Regions from separate parts of the Mus musculus genome. Here all the other regions are linked to region 1. A link is a contact called in public Hi-C, HiChIP or PLAC-seq and promoter capture Hi-C data. All regions are on one chromosome and are shown on one strand. The core of a region is the stretch at or near the end of the contact, and the rest is flanking DNA. Distances in the headings are between cores, read along the strand shown. Region 1 holds the start of Nek2 (NIMA (never in mitosis gene a)-related expressed kinase 2). Region 2 has its middle 6.5 kb from the start of Gm32128. Region 3 overlaps Gm32200 (predicted gene, 32200). Region 4 overlaps Ppp2r5a (protein phosphatase 2, regulatory subunit B', alpha). Region 5 holds the start of Kcnh1 (potassium voltage-gated channel, subfamily H (eag-related), member 1). Region 6 has its middle 5.9 kb from the start of Gm32200. Region 7 overlaps Ppp2r5a (protein phosphatase 2, regulatory subunit B', alpha).

Region 1 (2,700 bases), core at 123-2,622:
CACAGCACACACACACACAACATACTACACACATTACATACGACACACACACACAAACATACCACACATATCACATACGACACACACACAAACATACCACACACATCACATATGACACACACACACCATATAAATGACCTCAGGCATTTGTAGCTCCTTATATAATTTCTGAGACCTAAATTAATCCTACCCCTTTGAGGTGTGACAATGTCCTTGAATGCTAATTTAAAAGTTCTCCTGGCTGGCAATTCCAATTAGCTTATACTAAATTCAGCGCACAAAATACATTTATTTTTAACATAAGGAGGCTTCTAATTCTTATTAATAGGACATTGGGTTCTTTTTCAATCACAGCATGAACAGATATTTTAAGAACAATGACCCATTTATGCAGCAGATTATTAGCTTTCTGGTAATGCACATTACCCCCCACCTGCTCTGGATGGAAGCCTTTAGCTCCCCTTCCCCAAGTCAAAGCGGGGCCATGTCACTGGCTATGTGAGCTCAAGTCAGCAAACTGCATGCAGCTCCCGGATTGGCTATTAGGGAACACCTTTTTTTTTTTTTTTTTCCTAACACACTTTTTTGGTAGATGTCTTAGAAGTACAATTTGGCAGTGTGGTGACTCTGTTCTGAATGCTTCCATACTCAGTCCCTAAGCTTTGGATACGTTTCTATGTTCAACAGGTCTCTCAGTTTAATGTTCAGAGATCTAGACTATGCTAACTGTGCTCAGAAAACACATGTCAACTCTGCGTTATTACTATGAATATCCTTTATTCTTATTATTTTTTAATTAGTTCTCTTCTGGGCAGTTGGGCCTAGTTTCTCTCTCTCTGTCTCTCTCTCTCTCTGGGCGTGGGGTGTCTTTCTCGCGGGTGGGGGTAAGGCAGGGACCCTCTACAAAGCTCTGGATGTCCTCAAGCTCACAGAGATCTGCCTGAGCGCGCCACCAAGCCGGGCTGGAACAGGGATTCTGGCTCTCTAGGTGTGAGGACTATAAAGTGCTCGGTGCACTCACCGCACCCTCAGGGTCATCAAATCCTCAACACACAAGGGCTTAGGTTCAGGACCCGAGTGCAGAGGAGTCGGAAAAGGGTGGGGTCAAAGTGGAAAGGTCAAAAGGCCAGTGTCTCCAGTCCAGAGCCTCGGACATCCGTTACCATAGCGACTTCAGCCAAGGAATGGAATTACCGAGGCCCCAACAGGCTTTGCGATCCCAAATCCCAGGGGTTTTCGGCGCGGCTCGTATTCCGTAGAGCAGCTAGACGCAGACACCAACGCCGACGCGGTTGCCTAGCGACACGCATTTTCCCAGGATGCCTAGCAGTGTTGTGTTTTCTCAGCCAATCAGAGTTGAGATGCACCTTCGCTGTGGACCAATAGAATGCGAGGCCGAAGCCCGCGACGGTTGACCCGGTGGCCGGTTGCTCGCCGACTCAGGCAGGCAGACGAGGGGCTCGGGTTTCGGCGCGGTTGGCCTGCAGCGGGCGAGCCTGGGCTCCGAGCGGCGCGGTGGTGTGGTTGCCAGGGTGGCCGCTCGCCATGCCGTCCCGGGTGGAGGACTACGAGGTGCTGCACAGCATCGGCACCGGCTCCTACGGCCGCTGTCAGAAGATTCGGAGGAAGAGCGACGGCAAGGTGAGGCGCCGGGCAGCCCTTCCACGGCGGGCTTAGGGAGAAGCAAGCGTCGCCCACGCTGGGGAGGGGCAGGGCGGCCACCTGAACTCTCGTGAAGGACCGGGCTGTAGCCTCCTAAGAAGGGACGGGCTCGTGGAGCGGGCAGCCGCGGCTGGGAACCGGTGGAGGCGCGAATCCGCGGCGAGCAGAAAGACGAGCTCACGTGACCTGCTTCGCCGCTGCGCCACACGCCGTCCCGGACTCAAGCGCTGGGGATGGTACCGCCCACATTTCGGGTGGGTCTTCCCACTAAATTAACCCGGTCTCGACTCCCTCACTGACACACCCATTGAGTTGTTAGTGTTTTGTTTTTCAACTTTGGAAATTTCACCCTTTGTCTCACACCTTGGAAATGTTGTATTTCAGATCCTGGTGTGGAAAGAGCTTGACTATGGCTCCATGACGGAGGTGGAGAAGCAGATGCTTGTGTCTGAAGTGAACTTGCTTCGGGAGCTGAAACATCCAAACATCGTCAGTTACTATGATCGCATTATTGACCGAACCAACACAACCCTGTACATCGTAATGGAATACTGTGAGGGAGGGGACCTGGCTAGTGTCATTTCAAAGGGGACCAAGGATAGGTAAGGTGAAAGAGCCCCACGGTTCGTATCTAATAATAATTAACTTCCATGTTTGTACGCTCTGAATGACTTGCCCCAGATTGAAGATGGCTTTTATTCAGGGTTGTGAAATGTGCTTTTTCTCCAGACAGTACTTGGAGGAAGAGTTTGTCCTTCGAGTGATGACTCAGTTGACGCTGGCCCTGAAAGAGTGTCACAGAAGGAGCGATGGTGGCCACACTGTGCTTCACCGGGACCTGAAGCCAGCCAATGTCTTCCTGGACAGCAAACACAATGTCAAGCTGGGGGACTTTGGACTAGCTAGAATATTAAATCACGACACGAGTTTTGCAAAAACGTTTGTTGGCACACCCTATTACATGTCTCCTGTGAGTATTTTAGAATTCAACTTTTTTTTTTTCCCTGAGACAGGATTTCTCTGTGTAGCCCTGACTGT
Region 2 (2,700 bases), core at 167-2,666, 410 kb before region 1:
CAACAGTTAAATGAGAGTTGCCTGAAATTAGAAGTAAATGTTCAATAAATATTTTTAAGTAATTCTTAACCAGGACCGGGTTCATAATGTTAGCTGCTACCAATAAGATGATTTGAATTCCCACACCCAAAAGAGAACCACTTTTAGATGGAGGGGTGGCCAAGAACATTACCATCTCCATCTTAGAAATTCTGCTGGAGAAAATAAGGGGAAGATCTGAGAGACATTTTACAACTAGTATAAGCTCAACACAGCCTTTAGGGGAAGCAGTTTGGAAGTTCCTGAAAAAAAAAAAAAAAGTTGAAAACAGAGCTACCATATGGTCCAACAATTCCACTTCTGGATATCGATCCAAAGGAGATGAAATCAGTACCTTGAAACGATCCTTACACTCTGCTCTCTCCAGCACAGGGGACAATAGCCAAATTACAGAAACAGCCCATGCTGGTGGATGAATGGATAAAGAAAATGTGAGCTACATAGGTGATCTATATGATTTGGCCTTATAAAGAAGGAAATACATTCCCTGCAACATGGATAAACTTGGGGGACATCATGCTAGACACACTAGGACAAATGCTGCACCCTTGTCTCACGTGTGGCATTCAAGGAGTTAAAGAGCAGGGTAGTCACTAAGGGCAGGGAGTAAAGGAAGTGGAGACTCTCACCTGCTGACTGAAGCCACTGCCTTTTAGATGTAAGCCCTAATTTACAGTGTGGAGATCTGAGCGCCACGGTTAAATTAATGATCCTAGGGCTGGGGGGGGGGGGGGGGTCCTCAGCGGGGACATGCTTAATTAGCAAGACAAAGCCTGGCCAGTCCCCAGCCCAGAAAAAAATAACAATGTATCAATTAGTGATAATGTATAGTAATTAGATCTTAAGCATTCAGACTACCCAGTAAAGGGTACCTGCAGAGATGGTTGTGAAATACCTGTCTTCATTTGGTAATTTTGTCACAGCTTTTATCAGATGTCTGCATCTTAAATATGGACAGCTTTTGTCAGTCATTCCTCAACAAAGGTGGAGGGGAAGACCTGGAAGTTCCTCAATTAAGCAATAATTGTCTTGTTCCAAAGTCTTCCTGACAATGCCAAAATCCAATCGATTCAAATCCAGGTGTTCAGGACTTTCTTCAGGGACAGAGAAAGTCATGTGATAGAAGAAACACAACCAACTGATACTTTGGATAACCTCATTCCACAGGATTTTCAAACTCACTTTCTTTTTAAGTATTGTTGTTCCGTAGCTGAATGTTACTTTCATTGGTATAGACATTTGCAAATGTTACATTTGTCAAAGATCTCTGCTAGAGAGACCAGGCATAACTTCTGTCACAGTGAAGGGTGCCTGGCAAAAGTAGATCAAGGGCTGCCGTTGCCTGTGATGTTTGCTTGCTTGCTTGTTTGGCTTCAGTGCTCAGGCCAGGACCTTTCACATCCCAGGCAAGTGCTCTATGCCCCTGACCCTTTTGAGACAGGGTTGCTTCCAGTTTTTCAAGAAGCTAAATTTATATAACCCTGCTGGCGTCCAGTTGCCCTCCTGCCTCTGGCTTTGCCTCACCTCCCCTGGCTGAACTGTTGCAGCTTCTAAACAAGGGGCTCATCCTTCGTCTGTCCATTTGCTCCTCTTTTTACTTTTCTGAGACTGGGTCTCACTATGACGTCAGGCTGGCTCAAATTCACAGAAATCCACCTGCCTTTATTTCCAGGCTGCTGCTGGGATTACAGGCGAGCACCACCAACACCTGGCTCTTCATTCCATGGAAATGATACATATTGAAAAGATGCTTGCGCTCAGCTTGCTGAGTGAGCTCGTGGGCGGGCGTAGTTCTTAAAGTTATCCTAAAGGTGTACACGTGATATGACTCATCATCTTGTGGAATGCAGAAATAGAAGACAGTTATCTGTGCTCTCTGCCAGTGCTCAGTGTGTGTGTGTGTGTGTGTGTGTGTGTGTTGGCTGTAAAACTAGGGAGGTAATCATGAGAGAGGATGAAGAGATCTTAAGGAAGGTAAGATCTTAATGGAGATTATTAGAGATCTTAATAGAGAGAATGAAAGAAAGGAGAGGGGTACCCACCTGGGGGAAGAAAAAGAACAAGACAGAGGAGGGAGGGGACCAAGAAAGGTCAGCATGGGAGGGAAAAAATTAAAACTAAGCATGGTGAGATGTGTGAGCAGAAGATGCCGTGAGGACACCCACCATTTTGTGTGCTAATCTCACAGATCAATAAATGAACACTAGCACAGACTTACACAAAGTTAACAAATCAGACAGGCTTAAAATCAATGGGATTTAAAGTCAGCTCTAAAAGAAACCAGGCTGGAAATTATGGATGTATATATAAACAGAGAAAATTATTTTTGGTACTTAACCAGGATATTGGAAATGCTTTTTTAAGTTTTAGGATGTTTGGAATAAATCAGGTATGTGAATACTTTTTCAGCTATAAATTATGTGAAATATAAATACAGATCAAGTATTTCTGATGCAAATCTAGTATTTGAATAGAAACATTCTGTAGGTTTAAAAATACACATAAATTTGGAAAGTTCTCATGAGAAAACCAAAGTGAAATGAAAAAATTGTATACTGACTATCTGTTTAAAAGATATCTTCGAGATACTCGGAGGGAGCAAACGTGTTATTAAAATGAATTTTCTCTCAAACATCACTCCCACCAAAGAATTTTCACCTG
Region 3 (2,700 bases), core at 153-2,652, 380 kb before region 1:
TAATGCCCTAGGTTCAACCTCCAGTAGTACAAAAGTAAAAAAAATATAAATAAATGCAAAATAAAAGAATAAAAATAAAAAATTGAAAGATGACTATAATCCTAGAATCACAGACCTGGAAGGAGCCTTGGAGATGGCTCAGTGGCCCCTCCCCCTCTCTGCCACTCATCTTCGTTTCTCCTTGCCTAAGGGAAGCTTGCCCTTGTGAATGGGGCTGACCGGTCAGCTGGGGCACAAAGATCTTGGCATTTACCTGGAACCACACAACAGTGGCAGCCGTATAGATGCTGCCCCCTGGAAGGTAGCTTATCTACCTTACTGGGAACATCAGAGATTCTACCTCATCTTTCCCAGAAGACCTGGGAACACAGAAGCAGGTGGGATCTGATGTGGCAGGTTCCAGCAGGTACCTGCAAGATGTCTTTGCTCATGAGAAGCAGAAACGGTCAATGTCTAGGGGGACTCAGAAACCTCACCAAAGAGGAGGCCAGGGAGGGACTTAAGGCCCAGACAAGCGGCAGGCCTCACTGGGAGGCTGCACTGAAGGCAGGCCTCGAAGGCTGCAACCAACTCCTTGACTGACCACGGGACTGGACCCAGTCACACAGCGTGGCATCCCCAGGCTTTCTCTCCACCACGTAGCTGTCCGGGTGGCTCCTACAGGAAAGAACAAACAAATGATAGCTGTAAAATAATCACACTTTTGAATATCATTCTCTTCCTTGGCAAGGCCTTGTTGATCACCCTGCTTTCTTCCAGATTAGGCAAGGGGAATGGGTACAGAACCCAGGGACTCATCCCATGCCAGCTGTGTCTGAGGCCCAACGTCCCTGGGTGACGATTCTGCTTCAGCACCAGCAGGCACCTCAGGACACCAGCAACCCCAGACCCACACCAGTCATTTCTTAATAGAACCTAACAACACTCAGTAATTACATGTCCACTAAGTGTCAGGTATGCTGATGAGCACTCTGTGTGTTACCTAATGAGTTGGGTGTGTTATTATCCTACCCCATAGACCAGGGCACCACACTGTAAAAGATTAGATCACTGACCCAAGGTTCCCCACCAAATGATGAATTCCACAAGACTACCTGGTTACTGGCACCTCCCAGGGAATTCAGTAATCCTTAACCAGGATGCAAGATGCGCTCAGTGACAGAATGCTTTCCTGGCACGTGAGAGGCCTGGGCTGGATGAGGAGCTAAAAGGCAAAGCAGAGAGGAGTCCGCTCTCTAATTGGAGAACTATCTATGAGGAAGCAGAAAGGATTCATCCTGCAGGCCAGTCAGAGGAGCCAGGGTCATCCACAGTCATTTGAGCCTTCCTCCTCTCTGATTATGTATCCTGCTGTGTGTTCTGAATGGAAACTGTCTAGCTACTCCGTGGGTGTATGCACTGGTTGCTAATTCCGGAAGACTTGTTAATCCTGGGCAGAATCATGACCAAGGCTGGTGAGTCACACGCCCCATGTGGAACACACTGACTGTCAGGATGAACCAGAAGCTGCTCTCTTTGCTCCAAAGGGCCCTTTTCCCTTCTGAGGTCTTCTGGGGAGAAGGATCAAGAAAGATCACAGCAGGCCTCTGGATCCCTTCACTCTGTAAACCCATAGATGCCACAGGTTCTTCTGGTGGCCTCCTGGAGAGGTCAGTCCCTCCCCACAGAATGTCACTGGGTTCCTGGAAGAGGTGGGCAGTACCCACTTGACCTCTCTGGGCAGCCAGGAAACTAGTTAGCATCTAACAAAGGATGCACCTTAGCTTGCCCTCTGAGAGAACTTAGACAGTCAGGTCCCGCAGAGAGAGGAAACACACTGATTTAAAGCCAAACAAAGGTGCAAAAAGGAAGCAGAGTTAAAAGGGAAATGAAGCGGCAATGGAGGTGGCCTGGCCTCCAATAGGACTTCCAAGTCTTTAAAACACACCCCACTGACTCCCATTCACACCGTGGACTACTCTGTTCCTCTGGTTGACCATGTGAGGTAGCTAACATCCTGCTTCAGCCATTTTCAACTGAGAGCTACATAGAGCCAAGGAGAAAAGAGAAAACTCCAACCAGGTCACTGGTAACAACAATTCTGACAAGCATGGGGATGATGTTAAAAGTTCAGTGGGAGATCTCACTCTTCAGATGTAGTGGGTCACCACTGCAGAGCTCCTTTTTCAGAGGGAACAGAAGGGTTAGAGTATGCAAGAGTGTGGTCCAAGGCACACTCAGAGGCCGGCCCTTATCTATGCATAAGAATCTCCTTGGCAACAAAGTTCAAGGATTCAACACCTGAACCAGACAGACAGGTAGCACTGGCCTTCAGAACGCTTGCTAGTGTTTGATGAGCCTCCCCTTGTAAGAAGCCAGCCCACCTTCTGGAGAGGGCCCTCATAACAAGGAAACTGAGGCACACTGGAGTTGCTCTTGAGCAGTGGTATGAACGGCAGATACTTGTTCTCTCATAGGCCTGGAAAAGGAGTCTGGTTAGTTATGTCAACTTGAAACTAGTTAGAGTCATCTGGGAAGAGGAACCTCAACTGGAAAATTCCTCCATCAGATTGCCTGTAGGGTTTTTTTTCTGAATTAATGATTGATGTGGACGAGCCAACTGTGAGCAGTGCCATCCCTGGGCAGATAGTCCTGGGTGGTACAAGAAAGCAACATCCCTCTGTGACTGCCACCTTGAGCTCCTGTCCTGAGTCTCCTCAA
Region 4 (2,700 bases), core at 125-2,624, 450 kb before region 1:
AGTTGGTGTGGATGCATGGATGTGAGTGAGCCTGGATTTGCCAATTTGTTGAGCTGTCTGGCCGGCAAGCTCCAGGGACCTCCTGTCTCTCCATCTCCTCAGTGTTGGGACTAAGTGTGAGGAATGGAAATTCAACTCAGGTTCTCATGACTCCATGGCCCATCTTGAGCCATCTCCCTAGCCCCGCCCCCCCATTTCTTTTTTATTATAGCAAGTGTGAATATTTTAAAGACCAGCAAAATTTACATGACTTCTGGAGGGACTGCTAAAAACTACAAATAAGTTTTGAATGTACTGTATTAGCCTTCTGTGGCTGTGCTACTAAAAGTGTCTAAGACAGGTCTACACCCACAACTAATCATCTCTCCTGCTCTGTCCCAGAGCCAGCACCGGTCCCTGTGATGTGAAGCTGAGGGACAGTAAATAACATTTTTATTATTTTTTTTATTCAATCATCTTTTAGGGAACTACTCTGAAATGGACATATGTTAACTTTTTTTTTAAAAGAATCATTAAATTTGCAGATAAAACCTGCCTGAGCTCTGGAATGAGACTTCACCTACTGTGGAGAGAATGAGGCAGCTCTGACTGACGCACACAGCCAGCAGTCGGGCCTACTACCCCTGCTTGGTCCAAACACCAGCAGGTGTTCAGCAGCAGAGCTTGCTCTTCTCTGCAAACTCGGTGACATCTCAAGGGCCTTTTCCTTAAACCTTTTGGAGTTTTCTGTTAAATAGTTAATTTCAATTAGTTAATGGCATTTCCTAACACTGGTACCAAGCTCTTTAGTTTAAAAATATAGGAGATAAGACATCTTTGCTTTTTATAAGCTCTCTATCAATGCTAAGCTTTTCAGAACACATATGTATTGCACACTTTTGATGATGATGACTGTAACCCTTTGTAACTTGTAGAGAAAATCCTCAGCATCCTTGCAGTCACTCATTTACTTAAAAAAAAAAACAAAACTCTATCCTTCAAATATAGCTGTATCTTTATTCAAGAAGACGGTACCTCTGTATCCATCTTAATCTTCTGTGTCTGTTCCCGGGCACTGAGCACAAGGCTTCACACAGGCTAAGCCAGTGCTCGCTCTACCTCTGAGCCCTGTCCCAGCGCTTGCGCTGCATCTTGACTGTTACTATCATTAGATTCCATTATAATGATGATTTGGGGATAATAGGTGCCATCTTTAGAAGCTGACTCAGTTCTAACAGAGTCTTAAGATATTTTTGAGCATTTTTTCTCCTGATACTGGAATGACTACAAATTCACGCTTTATCCTCTTGCACATGTGACCACCACTCATAGGCAAGTCCCGCCCTCTCTCCCCTCGCTCTCACCACCACACACGACACCAAGTTTCTTATCTGCAGGACCAAGTCTCTCACTCAGTGCCTTCCTTAGCTATCAGTGGTGAAGAAGCTGCTCCTCCACACATTCCTCTTCTGCCCAAGTGCATGCAGCTAAAAATAAAAGCCTTCTTCCTTTATTTGTATCAGGTATTTCTGTCAGAGCAACGGGGAAACTAACACATTGATGGATATTAACTTCTTAAAAACATATAAATGAACCCTGAGTATATAAGAGAAGGGTATTTAAAATAACAGGGAGTATGGTTTGAATCTGAACTGTTCCTACAGGCTAATGTGGTCCATTGCTGGTGGTGTTTCTTGGCCTGTGGAAGCGTTGCAGCAAGGGGCCGAGATAGCAGAGATAGGTGACTAGGGGTGGGCTTGTGGGAGCTATACCACTTCTGGCTCCGACTCGTGTTGCCACTTCCTGTCTGTCCTGACACAAGCGAGCATCTGGAGCCACATGCTCCCATTATATGGCCTTCCTGGCTGGGACAGACTACAACTCTCTGAAACCATGAGCTACAACAAACATTTTCTCCCTTAAATTCTTTCTTTTTGACACAGTGATGAGGAAAGTTCAGTAATACACCGGTGAACTCCACTTAAATGATACAACGAAGCCAATCCTACATACACCTGCAGAAGTATTTTGATCTCTCCCAAGTATTTACCAAAGAGCAATCCATAACTATTAGATGTACAGCAAAGTCAACAACTTCAATGCGTTAAGGTTTTTATATTGCCTAGGGAAGAATATTATACGACCTGTAATACCAAATTGTGCTCATCTTCGGTAACATCCTCAGAGCTAAGGCTACTTTAAAGGACTCCCCTGGAAACCATCACTAAGCCAGCAATAAGAAGGCACTACACGATATTATGAACAGTACAAGAGAAACTGCACAATCAAGGAGCGAGCTATAAAGAAACACATGTGCTGTGCCTTTGCGAAATACATAATTAATTTAAACTTGGCTTGAATATGAGTTTTAAAAATGCATGTAACTTTTCCATCTTATTATGATTGAAATTTGATTTCACTAAAGACTTTACCACTGTTAAAAATAAAAATCCCTGTGACAAGCAGGAGAGACTAAGACAGTTCTGGAGAAATAAGCGTTTCCCCTTTGGAGATCCATTACACACCTTCAAAAACTCTCCCGAAGCCCTGTCAGGTGTTTCCTAAACTCCTCATTTTTTTTTCCCCCAAATACCCAGCTTGAGATGTACCAGGCTCACACTCTAAAAACAACAACAACAACAAAACACTGCCCTAGAATACTGGTTTTCAAAGTATGGATTGAAACCAACCAGACAGTAGTATCATTCTGATGGGTCACAA
Region 5 (2,700 bases), core at 115-2,614, 370 kb after region 1:
TCACTCTGAAAATGACATTTGATTTGGCACTTATTTTTTTTTTTTTCAGACAGATTTTGTGAGTTTGAGTGTTTTGCCTGCATGTTTGTACGTGTACTATGCACATGCTTGGTGCCTGAAGAAGTCAGACTAGGGCATCAAATGGTCTGGAACTGAAATTTCAGATGGCTTTGGCCTACTGTGAACTAAACGCAGGTCTCCTGCAAGAGTGCTCTCAGGTGCTGAGCCATCTTTGCAGACCTCCCGCACAGAACTTTAAAGTCAGGATCCCCCCCCCCCCCCCCCCGTCTATTCTCCGCAGTGCTCGACCACTCAGAGAATGCCTGGAAGGAATTGGCTCTGCTTCTGAGATTAAAAAATTGAGACAGTGTGTCTTTGCGAACCATTAAGGTGTTTCCGGAGGTGAGCCCCGGCGTCACGGGCTTCAGCGGCGGGTTTATCTTTGCATTTTATTTTGAATCTTTGTCCAGTTGGAAACTAACCAGTCAAGTAGCAATGCATCCTTCTGTGGGCATTGTCTCAGTCCCCCGCCACACGCACAGCACAACGACAGGTACACATTATGTGCAGTTGGAACACCCCCTCTTCCTTCAGTGAACAAGAGGTCCAAGTCATTTCTACCTGCTGTGAAGCCGCACCTGCTTCACCTGTGCCTTGTGGATGCTTCTCCAAGCCACAGCTATGGCTGTTTAATTAAAATCTGATGTACTTTTACTTTGGGAAGCTTTCAGAAGTAGCCCTCCTCTTTGATGCTGGACAGCCAGTTCCCGTTTTTTGTTTTTTTTTTTGTTTTTTTCACCTTACACACAAATCTTAAGAGATTGTACTGTAGCTGGAAACCCCGATGTGCCAACTCATGTTTTGTTGTTTTTCTTTTTTGGTAAAATGATTGCTCTGTAAGAGAAGACGCCAAACAGGTGAAAGCCATTTATCAACTGAGGAGGCTGCAGGCACATTGATGGTAAAGACAAACCAAAACGGCTCCTGGGAGCTGAATCTGGCAGTCACTCTGTAAGTTGTTGCCCTTAGACACTTGGTTGGTTAATTCTGGGGAAGCTGGATAGACATGCAGCTCATGCTGTTTGCAGAGCCTGAAGGTTCTGACTCCGATCTGACACCGCGTAAAGAAAGAGTCTTCTTGTGACCTTTTCGGGTGTGTGTGTGTATGTGACTTTACCAATAAAGCTGCTCACCGTGCTCTGCACACCCCAGGCACACTCTGGATAACACTTCCCGCTGCACCCAGAGGGTGCCGCTCCGGTTCCAGCCTCACCCCGTGGCTCTTGGTTACGGCTGTGTCCCCGAGGGATGCGCGCACGGTAGGGGGCGCCCTGGACCGGCTGGCTCCCTCCGCCCACGGGAGGCGGCCGCGGCGCACCGAGCCCGGGGCACTCGAGCGCACACCCGGGCGGGCCGCAGCGGGGAGGTGCGGAGCGCAGCGAGGGCGGCAGCGGGAGCCAGCCGCCGCCCCTGCGCTCCGGGGCTGCGGAGCGCATGGGGCGCGTGGAGCCAGGAACGCTTGCGGGCTGCGCACCCGGCCGCCTGCTGCGGTGAGACACGGCGCCGGACGCCCCCAGAGTCCGGCAGTCGGGAGGATGACCATGGCTGGCGGCCGGCGGGGACTAGTGGCCCCGCAGAACACGTTTCTGGAGAACATCGTGCGGCGGTCCAACGGTAAGAACTGCCTTTGGATTTCTGTCGCCCAGGTGGGTTTTGATTTTTTTTTTTTTTTTTTTTTTTTCTGAGTGCGGTGATTGCAGACGCCTCCCGCCTGGTGCCAACAGATGCGGGGGCATCCCGGAGCTCCGCTCACCAGCTTCTCTTGCCTGCGGGCCTGGGAGGTGGGCAGGGCTGGAGGGGGTCTAGTGTGCCCCATCTCTGGAGGAGAGATCTCTAGCCTACGCCTTTGGGGCCTTTTCCCGCGCCCTCCCGCTGTCCTCTCCAGGAAAGCCTGGCATTTGGTGAGAAAAGTCATGCGAAAAGTGGCTGCAGGCTGGCCACCTTCAAGCACTGCGCTCCTGATGCGCACTGGCCGCCTCCCCGCGGAGGCTCCCCGGGAGTCCTGAGGAGCAGGGAGGCCAGAGGTAGCAGCAGAGCTGGGCTACTGGTCCTGGCCCTGTTCGGGTGCAGGGACGTTGCCAACTCCACCTTCCATCCCTTAAGCAGGAAAGTCTGACCAGAAGAAACCCTTTGGCAGGGCTGTCTTATGCACCCTCGCCAACCAGCTAGAGCAAATGGCTCACGAAGGTCCGATGGTTTTTCTGGACTCAGCCGGGGAAACAGAGGGAACTAAGTGGTCCCGGGTACAAATTTGGCATCTATTGTCTCTTTTAAACCCTCCCAATCTTGTCCTCCATCACAAGCCGATTCATTACCCAAGAAACCTGTGCACAAGCACGAGGTTTTTGTAGCTGGGAGGAGAGAGTCCTACTATGACTGATGGAAGGGGAATAATTTTCGACACCTTTTTACTCAGAGATTGCAGTTTCCTATGGTTTATTAGCATGAAGCCCAGAAGGCGAAAAGTCCTCAGAGTAGCGATCCAAAGGGAGCTATCCAAACCTTTCCGACCCACAGCTTGCACATACAGTCCTGGAGATGGGGAGTTGCTGCATACACCTGTTCACCAGGCTACCCAATTCTGAGATCCCCCTAGCAGACTTCTGGGCCCCTCTCCTTCCAGAAGCAGGCGACTCTCTC
Region 6 (2,700 bases), core at 78-2,577, 350 kb before region 1:
AGTGGTAAAACTGTCTTCTTGTTAAGCTTTGAAATTAAGAGTCTAAGTAGAGGGGCCAGAGAGATGGCTGTTCTTGCAGAATACCAGAGTTCAGTCCCCAGCACCATATAGCAGCTCACAGCAATCTGTAACTCCAGCTCCAGGGTACAGATGCCCTCTTCTGGCCTCCTCAGGAACCGAACACGCATAATGCACATACGTGTGTGTGTGTGTGTGCAAGCAAAGCATATGCACATCATATAAAAACCATACATACATCAAATAAACACAAGCTAACCTATTTTAACAAGAGTCTGAAGCAGAGACACTTCAGTCAACTGTCCGAGGCAGTTCAGCTAGAAAGTGGCTGGCCAAAGTGTCAACACAGCACAATGGCTCTTCCTTCTGGCTGCCTCCAGATTAGCCTGGTTTTGTTTTTAACAGGGTCTTGGGGAGAAAATGCCTTCTCTCTGGATTACCTAGAACTAACACTAACCACACAAGGACTGAGGTCAATAGGATATTCTGAGACAAATAAAGCTTTGGCAATCACTCCTCTTCTCCCCTAAAACAGTTGTCAAATTTGCAGGCTCCCTTGTGGCTCTTCAGCCCTGCGGATTCACTGTGTGACTTCTGCAGGCTCCCATGTGGCTTTTGAGTGGATTCTTTGTATCCTCCTCCTCTGTCTCTGTTATCTCAGTCTCCTGCTTCCTCCAATCCACACTGCTTTTCTCAAAGGAGTCTACTGCGGGTGGTGGGTGGAGGAAAAGGAAACGCAGAGGAGGGGTAAGAAGCAGCCCCTTTACTGGGAAGCGTGGAGACAGTTTTTAGATCCTGAGATCCGCCTGCAAATAGAGTATGCATCATGCAGATAATACAGTCTATGTAAACACTGCATACTTGGACACGCTTTGCACCAGAGTCTATGCACACTGAGCCTGTTCTCCTGGAGCTTAGGGGTAATGAATTAGACGATGAGCCCTACACCAGACTTGAGTGTTGATGATCTGGGATTCTGTGTCTATGACATGAGCCCCAGTCCGGCCTCAGAGAGGGGCTGTAAAGACAGGAGGAACATGACTCAGCAGGGACCCTTTTTCGCTCCTCTGTTCCTCTCTAGCCTTTAGTGATGGCTTACCTCTTCCCTCCCACACAGACGCACCTGATTTCCCACACTCTTCCCTCTCCTCCAAAGCTCTCATCCAGAGGCCTCGCCTCTCTCCTTGTACGTGGGGAGCTGTGTTCTTGGCTCTGAGACACATTTCTTAAATTGTTTGCCACAGTTGAGAGTGACTCAGCCGTTGCTTAGGGATTTAATTAGCCAGCAATAGGAGGCTTGAAAGAGATCAGCCTCTGGGGACTTTCTTCCTTCCTGGCTGGGTGAGAACGAAATAACAAGAAACCTGGAACTATCCTGTCCTCTACAGAAGGCACAGTCACACAGGGCAGATTCGAGCATTTACAACGTAGCTGCTCAAACTAAGATGTACAGAAAATATAAAATATGCACCCAACCAAAGGTTTATATGAAAATTAAATATCTCATTAAGTTAATATTTATTACAAGTTTAAATGACAATGTGATTGTTTTATTAGCTTCAACCACTTTTTAAAACGGGGCTGCTAGACCATTTAAATTTACCTACGTGCCTCTTGGGTGTTGCTGCTATAGCAACATCCAAGTATTCTCAATTTAATAGTGTATTCTCAATTTAATAGTGACTTAACATACCAACATTTTGACACTACTTTTGGTTTTTGGGTTTGGTTTTGTTGGGTTTTGTTTTCATTTATTCTGTTTTTGGTGTGTGTGTGGGGGGGGGGGGAGAATGCTGCATGCGGTCCACAGCATGTGTGTGCATGTGAGAGAACAACTTGTTTGTGTTGCTTCTCTCCCTCCTTGTGGGTCTCAGGATCAAACTCAGGCCCTCAGCCTTGCCCAAATCTCCTTTACCTGCTGAGTCATCTTGCTAGCCCAATATATAATTATTCTTTATTTGTATTTAATATTTGCTTGTCATTCCTTTACATGACTTAAAAAAAATTTTTTTTGAACACCCAAGAAAAAAATTTTAAGATAAAACCTCAAGGATCAGGGTGTGGTGAGACACACCTATAATTCCAGCAATGGGGAGGTAGAGATAGGAGGATTAGACAGGTTCATTCTTAGCTATGTGGAGACTTTGAAGCCAGTCTCAAACAGAAAACAAAACAAAACAAAATTCAACGAGACAACTGGTCAGGAAAAGACAATAGTAGGTGCAAATGCCTTCCCTTTCCTTGGGATTATATACGAACTTCCTTCTGTATTCAGACAAAAACAGGTAAGTGTAATTGTGCAATGGAAGCAGTAAAGGGTTTAAGAGCCCCAAGAGGTGCCTTTCCGCAGGGATAATAGAGATTTGGAAGTGGGTGACCGCTTCTGCATATTAACCACAAGGCTTTGTCTCTTCCACCTCTGTGGAGAAAACAAAATCTGATTTGATGGGGAAAAAAGGAAGACCATAAATAAAGGGGTGTGTTGTTCCTGGAGGGGGCCAGTCTCCTCTGCGGCATTCTACCTAGAAGCCCTCTCTTCTGTGATGCTAAACCTCAAGGCCAGGGCCAGATGGGTAGAGAGATGAATGATGGGAAAGACCAAGGTGAACCCCAGCATCCTGACTCTGAGGCTGCACTGCTCAGAGTTGCTGCTGCATAATCTCATCACAGCAACTCCAATCT
Region 7 (2,700 bases), core at 53-2,552, 470 kb before region 1:
CTGAGATTTCCCGTTTTAGTTAAAACTAGCTTTAATGTTAAACTGTCCTAGAACACGGAGGGACAAGAAGCTTGGGATTTTATGAAAAGATCGGTTAGATGGCTAGACTCCTAATCCCTGGACCACAAGCAACCTAATTCTAATTAGAGTACATCCGTAAGTTATAATTCTCTAATATAAATATCTTCCAGAGACAAAAGAGCAAATGACATAAGGCAAAATACAAACATAGACTTTATTAAATGCTGCTCAATCCTCAGTAAAGATCTCTCATTATAAAACAGTTTTCCATACAACTGCAAGGCAAGAGGCTGGAATGGTACTGGTAACAACAGTGTGAAAAATACCTGACCAGGTAAAAACAGACAAAGCTTCTACATAGTCAGCTCTGAGGACACCTGCTGCAGTTCCTTTAAATAAAGCCAGGCAGTGACAGCTAGCAGTCTGCATCACACTGTGGGAGGGACCCAGAGCTCCACCCTGCAGGCAGGCAGGCCTGGGGACTGGCAGGGTGAGGACTGGGAAGGCCCTGCCTCCAGCCTTGGAGGAGAGGAATGAAGGAGGTGAGCCTCGGGTCCACCCGTGGCCTGTGCTGCTCCGCACACGCTCCGGGGAGCCGCTGCTGAAGGGGGGATTTGGGAACATCAGAATTTTGGTTTACTTCCCCCCCCCAACTTTAATACTTTGTGCTTCAGAAGCCTGGAAATGTCAGATGTTGTAAAACCCAGAGTATGGCAGTGTCTTTAATGAGGCTGGGCTCTTGTCCCCTGCCCACACCTCTCTAGGAGAGGTGAGGGAAGGGCAACCCCTCCGCTTATCTTACGAGGCTCTTTCCTCAGATGTACTCAAGGTGTGCAGCACCAAGGTGTGCAGCACGGTGAAAACACATGATAAAGGAAGTGTGCAGAGGACGGCTTCATCTGTGTGTGCAGCACAACCGGGCTCAAGTCGCAACACACGCTTGCCACTCCCACGATCACCTCACTCAACAGAGACAGTGACACAATCCATGATTAGACAGAGTTTACAATATACTGTGGCCGTGATACAGCACAGGGCTATGTTTTAGTCCATAATTCTTTCGCTTTTACGCTTGCCAGGAAAAACTGGCCTCCTAATTATATTATACTGATGAGGTCTGCTCTGAAGTTTTTATATATTCAAAAAAAAAAAAAAGTGTACAAAACGACCGCCCAGCAGGGGGAGCTGATCTTTATTTGGCACTGGTACTGCTGCGAATACTGTGCATGTTGTAAGCATTGTTCTGTTTCTCTAGAGCCTTCTTCAGCTGCAGCTCCTCTAGTTTTTTCCACAACTCTTCCCGTTCCAGTTCTTTCTTCTTCTCTCTGTAGAGAGATCAGCAGTTTTAATGGGAAGCTCAGGAAAGACACTGGTTGGTGGCTTTGTGGGGAGCGAGCATTACAATGCCCGTGGCTTCTGTGACACGCGTGGTATTACATGGCACTAATTCACCGTAGTCACTCGAGGCCTCTAGGTCAGCTACAGTTAACACTCAGGCCTCCTAGGGAGAGGTAGAAGCCCCACCCTTCCATACCAGCAGAAAGGCAATCTACCCACCCGTCAGTTTATGTTCAAACTGAGTGAGCTTTAAAACTAGATAAGTAAAGAAAGTACAGGCTGTAAAGGAGGGCTTTTATTTCTAGGTCTTGGTTCCCACACACCTCTCCTGCCTGTTGCTTTGTGGACTTGGATCCTGGTTCTAATTTCTACCTGAACCTTGTGAGGTTTTTGTTTGTGTCTTCCTGGCCTTAAAATCACAGAGCTCTGACTCGCTTCCTGACAGTGTGCTGACTTCAGATACCACTCTCTGATGATCCACAGCACCAGGACTATCAAGCTCTCGGGAAAAATCTTATGTCTCAGCTGAGATCAGGACGAACACGATCCGCACTTAAACCACAGTCTAACTGTTAGAGGAGGAAAGTCTTAACAAATTTATAAAAATACCGGGATTACTTTCCTGGACAATGGCTGTAGTGCTCAGAGGCTTCCAAATGATAATGCCTAACATATTCACCATAGATCCACCGACTAAGAGATGGACCTTTCTGAACTGAAGAACACAGAATTTTCAAAACTCATCAAGTACCTCTGTCTTTCGGCTTTGTAGGAACTAGTAAGGTCGTCAAAAAGCTTGCCGTTCATCTCCATGAGGGTTTTCAGCACATTGTACACCAGTGCTACAATAGTCCTGAAAGAAAGAGAAGACAGTTCTGGGTTAGAGGCCAGCAACACTGAATGCATAATTAATGCCAGATGCTAGAACTAAAGTGGAAACAGTCTAGTCTCACAGGCCAGAGATTCTAATGTTTACCCTCTTCCTATGTAGATACAATATTCTGGTTCTCTTCATGTGAGTTTTGTAGTCTCATCCTAGACCCTGGGTAGCAAGATAAAAATGTCACAGAAGTCGGAATGTCTGAATGCCATGTCTCCCTTTGGTCCTCAGTTCCTAGCTTGGGGAGGCCGGATACAGCTGGCTCAGCCGATGGCACTGGACCGCAAGCTGGTTAGACCATTTGCTGAGGAGCATCCATAGACAGCTTTATAAGGATAAGCAGTATCTACAACTATGACACTCACCTTCAGTATAGGTTACAGATCTGTCCAGGCTTCAACTAGCAAAGTAAAGACACGTGAAGTACACGCCTGTGATCTCAGCGCTGAGGCTGAGCCAAG

The links. Promoter capture Hi-C pulls out the DNA fragments that hold promoters and counts their contacts. Hi-C and Micro-C count contacts between places; a contact is called where the count stands out from the background. HiChIP or PLAC-seq counts read pairs in DNA pulled down with a chosen protein or histone mark.
Region 2: a contact with region 1 is called in a promoter capture Hi-C map of liver, with 3 times the contacts expected there. The contact joins the enhancer-like site here to the promoter of Nek2 in region 1. A contact is called at or near these places in 9 of 39 promoter capture datasets (the 3T3-L1 cell line, 3T3-L1-derived adipocytes, HPC-7-derived erythroid cells and 4 more), 2 of 484 Hi-C or Micro-C datasets (bone marrow-derived macrophages and embryonic stem cells), 9 of 115 datasets of contacts at active chromatin or transcription factors (the HL-1 cell line, embryonic basal ganglia, embryonic forebrain and 3 more) and 5 of 9 other capture datasets (adipose tissue, embryonic stem cells, liver and 2 more).
Region 3: a contact with region 1 is called in an H3K27ac HiChIP or PLAC-seq map of trophoblast stem cells, with 4 times the contacts expected there. The contact joins the enhancer-like site here to the promoter of Nek2 in region 1. A contact is called at or near these places in 4 of 39 promoter capture datasets (HPC-7-derived erythroid cells, hippocampal neurons, liver and 1 more), 1 of 484 Hi-C or Micro-C datasets (bone marrow-derived macrophages), 4 of 115 datasets of contacts at active chromatin or transcription factors (bone marrow-derived macrophages, embryonic stem cells, pancreatic cancer cells and 1 more) and 4 of 9 other capture datasets (adipose tissue, liver, macrophages and 1 more).
Region 4: a contact with region 1 is called in a Hi-C map of cortical neurons, with 2.4 times the contacts expected there. The contact joins the enhancer-like site here to the promoter of Nek2 in region 1. A contact is called at or near these places in 13 of 39 promoter capture datasets (the 3T3-L1 cell line, 3T3-L1-derived adipocytes, the C10 cell line and 8 more), 5 of 15 datasets of contacts at CTCF or cohesin (the NIH/3T3 cell line, embryonic stem cells, large pre-B cells and 2 more), 42 of 484 Hi-C or Micro-C datasets (the AML12 cell line, CD8 T cells, the CH12 cell line and 25 more), 22 of 115 datasets of contacts at active chromatin or transcription factors (the 230-238 cell line, the HPC-7 cell line, the SCID.adh cell line and 13 more) and 4 of 9 other capture datasets (adipose tissue, embryonic stem cells, liver and 1 more).
Region 5: a contact with region 1 is called in a promoter capture Hi-C map of pre-B cells, with 9 times the contacts expected there. The contact joins the promoter of Kcnh1 here to the promoter of Nek2 in region 1. A contact is called at or near these places in 6 of 39 promoter capture datasets (the HPC-7 cell line, embryonic stem cells, hippocampal neurons and 3 more), 4 of 484 Hi-C or Micro-C datasets (the HPC-7 cell line, the N1E-115 cell line, embryonic stem cells and 1 more) and 1 of 9 other capture datasets (embryonic stem cells).
Region 6: a promoter capture Hi-C map of pre-B cells shows a contact between it and region 1, with 2.8 times the contacts expected there. The contact joins the enhancer-like site here to the promoter of Nek2 in region 1. A contact is called at or near these places in 5 of 39 promoter capture datasets (the C10 cell line, the HPC-7 cell line, hippocampal neurons and 2 more), 2 of 484 Hi-C or Micro-C datasets (B cells and the N1E-115 cell line), 4 of 115 datasets of contacts at active chromatin or transcription factors (the 230-238 cell line, bone marrow-derived macrophages, embryonic stem cells and 1 more) and 1 of 9 other capture datasets (liver).
Region 7: a contact with region 1 is called in an H3K4me3 HiChIP or PLAC-seq map of bone marrow-derived macrophages, with 8 times the contacts expected there. The contact joins the enhancer-like site here to the promoter of Nek2 in region 1. A contact is called at or near these places in 19 of 39 promoter capture datasets (the 3T3-L1 cell line, 3T3-L1-derived adipocytes, the C10 cell line and 11 more), 4 of 15 datasets of contacts at CTCF or cohesin (embryonic stem cells, large pre-B cells, pro-B cells and 1 more), 50 of 484 Hi-C or Micro-C datasets (3T3-L1-derived adipocytes, B cells, the BV-2 cell line and 31 more), 31 of 115 datasets of contacts at active chromatin or transcription factors (the HPC-7 cell line, the SCID.adh cell line, T-cell acute lymphoblastic leukemia and 21 more) and 5 of 9 other capture datasets (adipose tissue, embryonic stem cells, liver and 2 more).

Annotation. Positions count from the first base shown.
Region 1 is chr1:191,820,101-191,822,800 of GRCm38.p6, forward strand. Nek2 (NIMA (never in mitosis gene a)-related expressed kinase 2) reads left to right here and starts at 1,373. Exons shown (of 8, transcript NM_010892.3): 1 at 1,373-1,641; 2 at 2,047-2,264; 3 at 2,392-2,632. The coding sequence starts at 1,546.
Region 2 is chr1:191,412,750-191,415,449 of GRCm38.p6, forward strand. No RefSeq gene overlaps it. Among named protein-coding and RNA genes, the nearest start is that of Gm32128, 6.5 kb to the right of the region's middle. Within about 2 kb of position 1,417, at least 14 of the 459 cell types and tissues checked have an H3K27ac peak or open chromatin away from gene starts, as enhancers often do. A contact at or near this core is called in adipose tissue and liver, where this site is marked.
Region 3 is chr1:191,437,324-191,440,023 of GRCm38.p6, forward strand. It overlaps Gm32200 (predicted gene, 32200), which reads right to left. Exons shown (of 6, transcript NR_151615.1): 6 at 1-657. Among named protein-coding and RNA genes, the nearest start is that of Gm31987, 5.9 kb to the left of the region's middle. Within about 2 kb of position 1,403, at least 60 of the 459 cell types and tissues checked have an H3K27ac peak or open chromatin away from gene starts, as enhancers often do. A contact at or near this core is called in bone marrow-derived macrophages, embryonic stem cells and trophoblast stem cells, where this site is marked.
Region 4 is chr1:191,374,092-191,376,791 of GRCm38.p6, forward strand. The region is part of intron 1 of Ppp2r5a (protein phosphatase 2, regulatory subunit B', alpha); the gene reads right to left. Among named protein-coding and RNA genes, the nearest start is that of Ppp2r5a, 22 kb to the right of the region's middle. Within about 2 kb of position 1,375, at least 21 of the 459 cell types and tissues checked have an H3K27ac peak or open chromatin away from gene starts, as enhancers often do. A contact at or near this core is called in cortical neurons and erythroid progenitors, where this site is marked.
Region 5 is chr1:192,189,413-192,192,112 of GRCm38.p6, forward strand. It overlaps Kcnh1 (potassium voltage-gated channel, subfamily H (eag-related), member 1), which reads left to right and starts at 1,365. Exons shown (of 11, transcript NM_001038607.2): 1 at 1,365-1,674. The coding sequence starts at 1,596.
Region 6 is chr1:191,469,579-191,472,278 of GRCm38.p6, forward strand. No RefSeq gene overlaps it. Among named protein-coding and RNA genes, the nearest start is that of Gm32200, 5.9 kb to the left of the region's middle. Within about 2 kb of position 1,328, at least 139 of the 459 cell types and tissues checked have an H3K27ac peak or open chromatin away from gene starts, as enhancers often do. A contact at or near this core is called in the 230-238 cell line, the HPC-7 cell line, the N1E-115 cell line and 3 more, where this site is marked.
Region 7 is chr1:191,351,764-191,354,463 of GRCm38.p6, forward strand. Ppp2r5a (protein phosphatase 2, regulatory subunit B', alpha) reads right to left here. Exons shown (of 13, transcript NM_144880.4): 12 at 2,111-2,212; 13 at 218-1,346. The coding sequence ends at 1,214. Among named protein-coding and RNA genes, the nearest start is that of Pacc1, 27 kb to the left of the region's middle. Within about 2 kb of position 1,303, at least 35 of the 459 cell types and tissues checked have an H3K27ac peak or open chromatin away from gene starts, as enhancers often do. A contact at or near this core is called in bone marrow-derived macrophages, neural progenitor cells, palatal mesenchyme and 1 more, where this site is marked.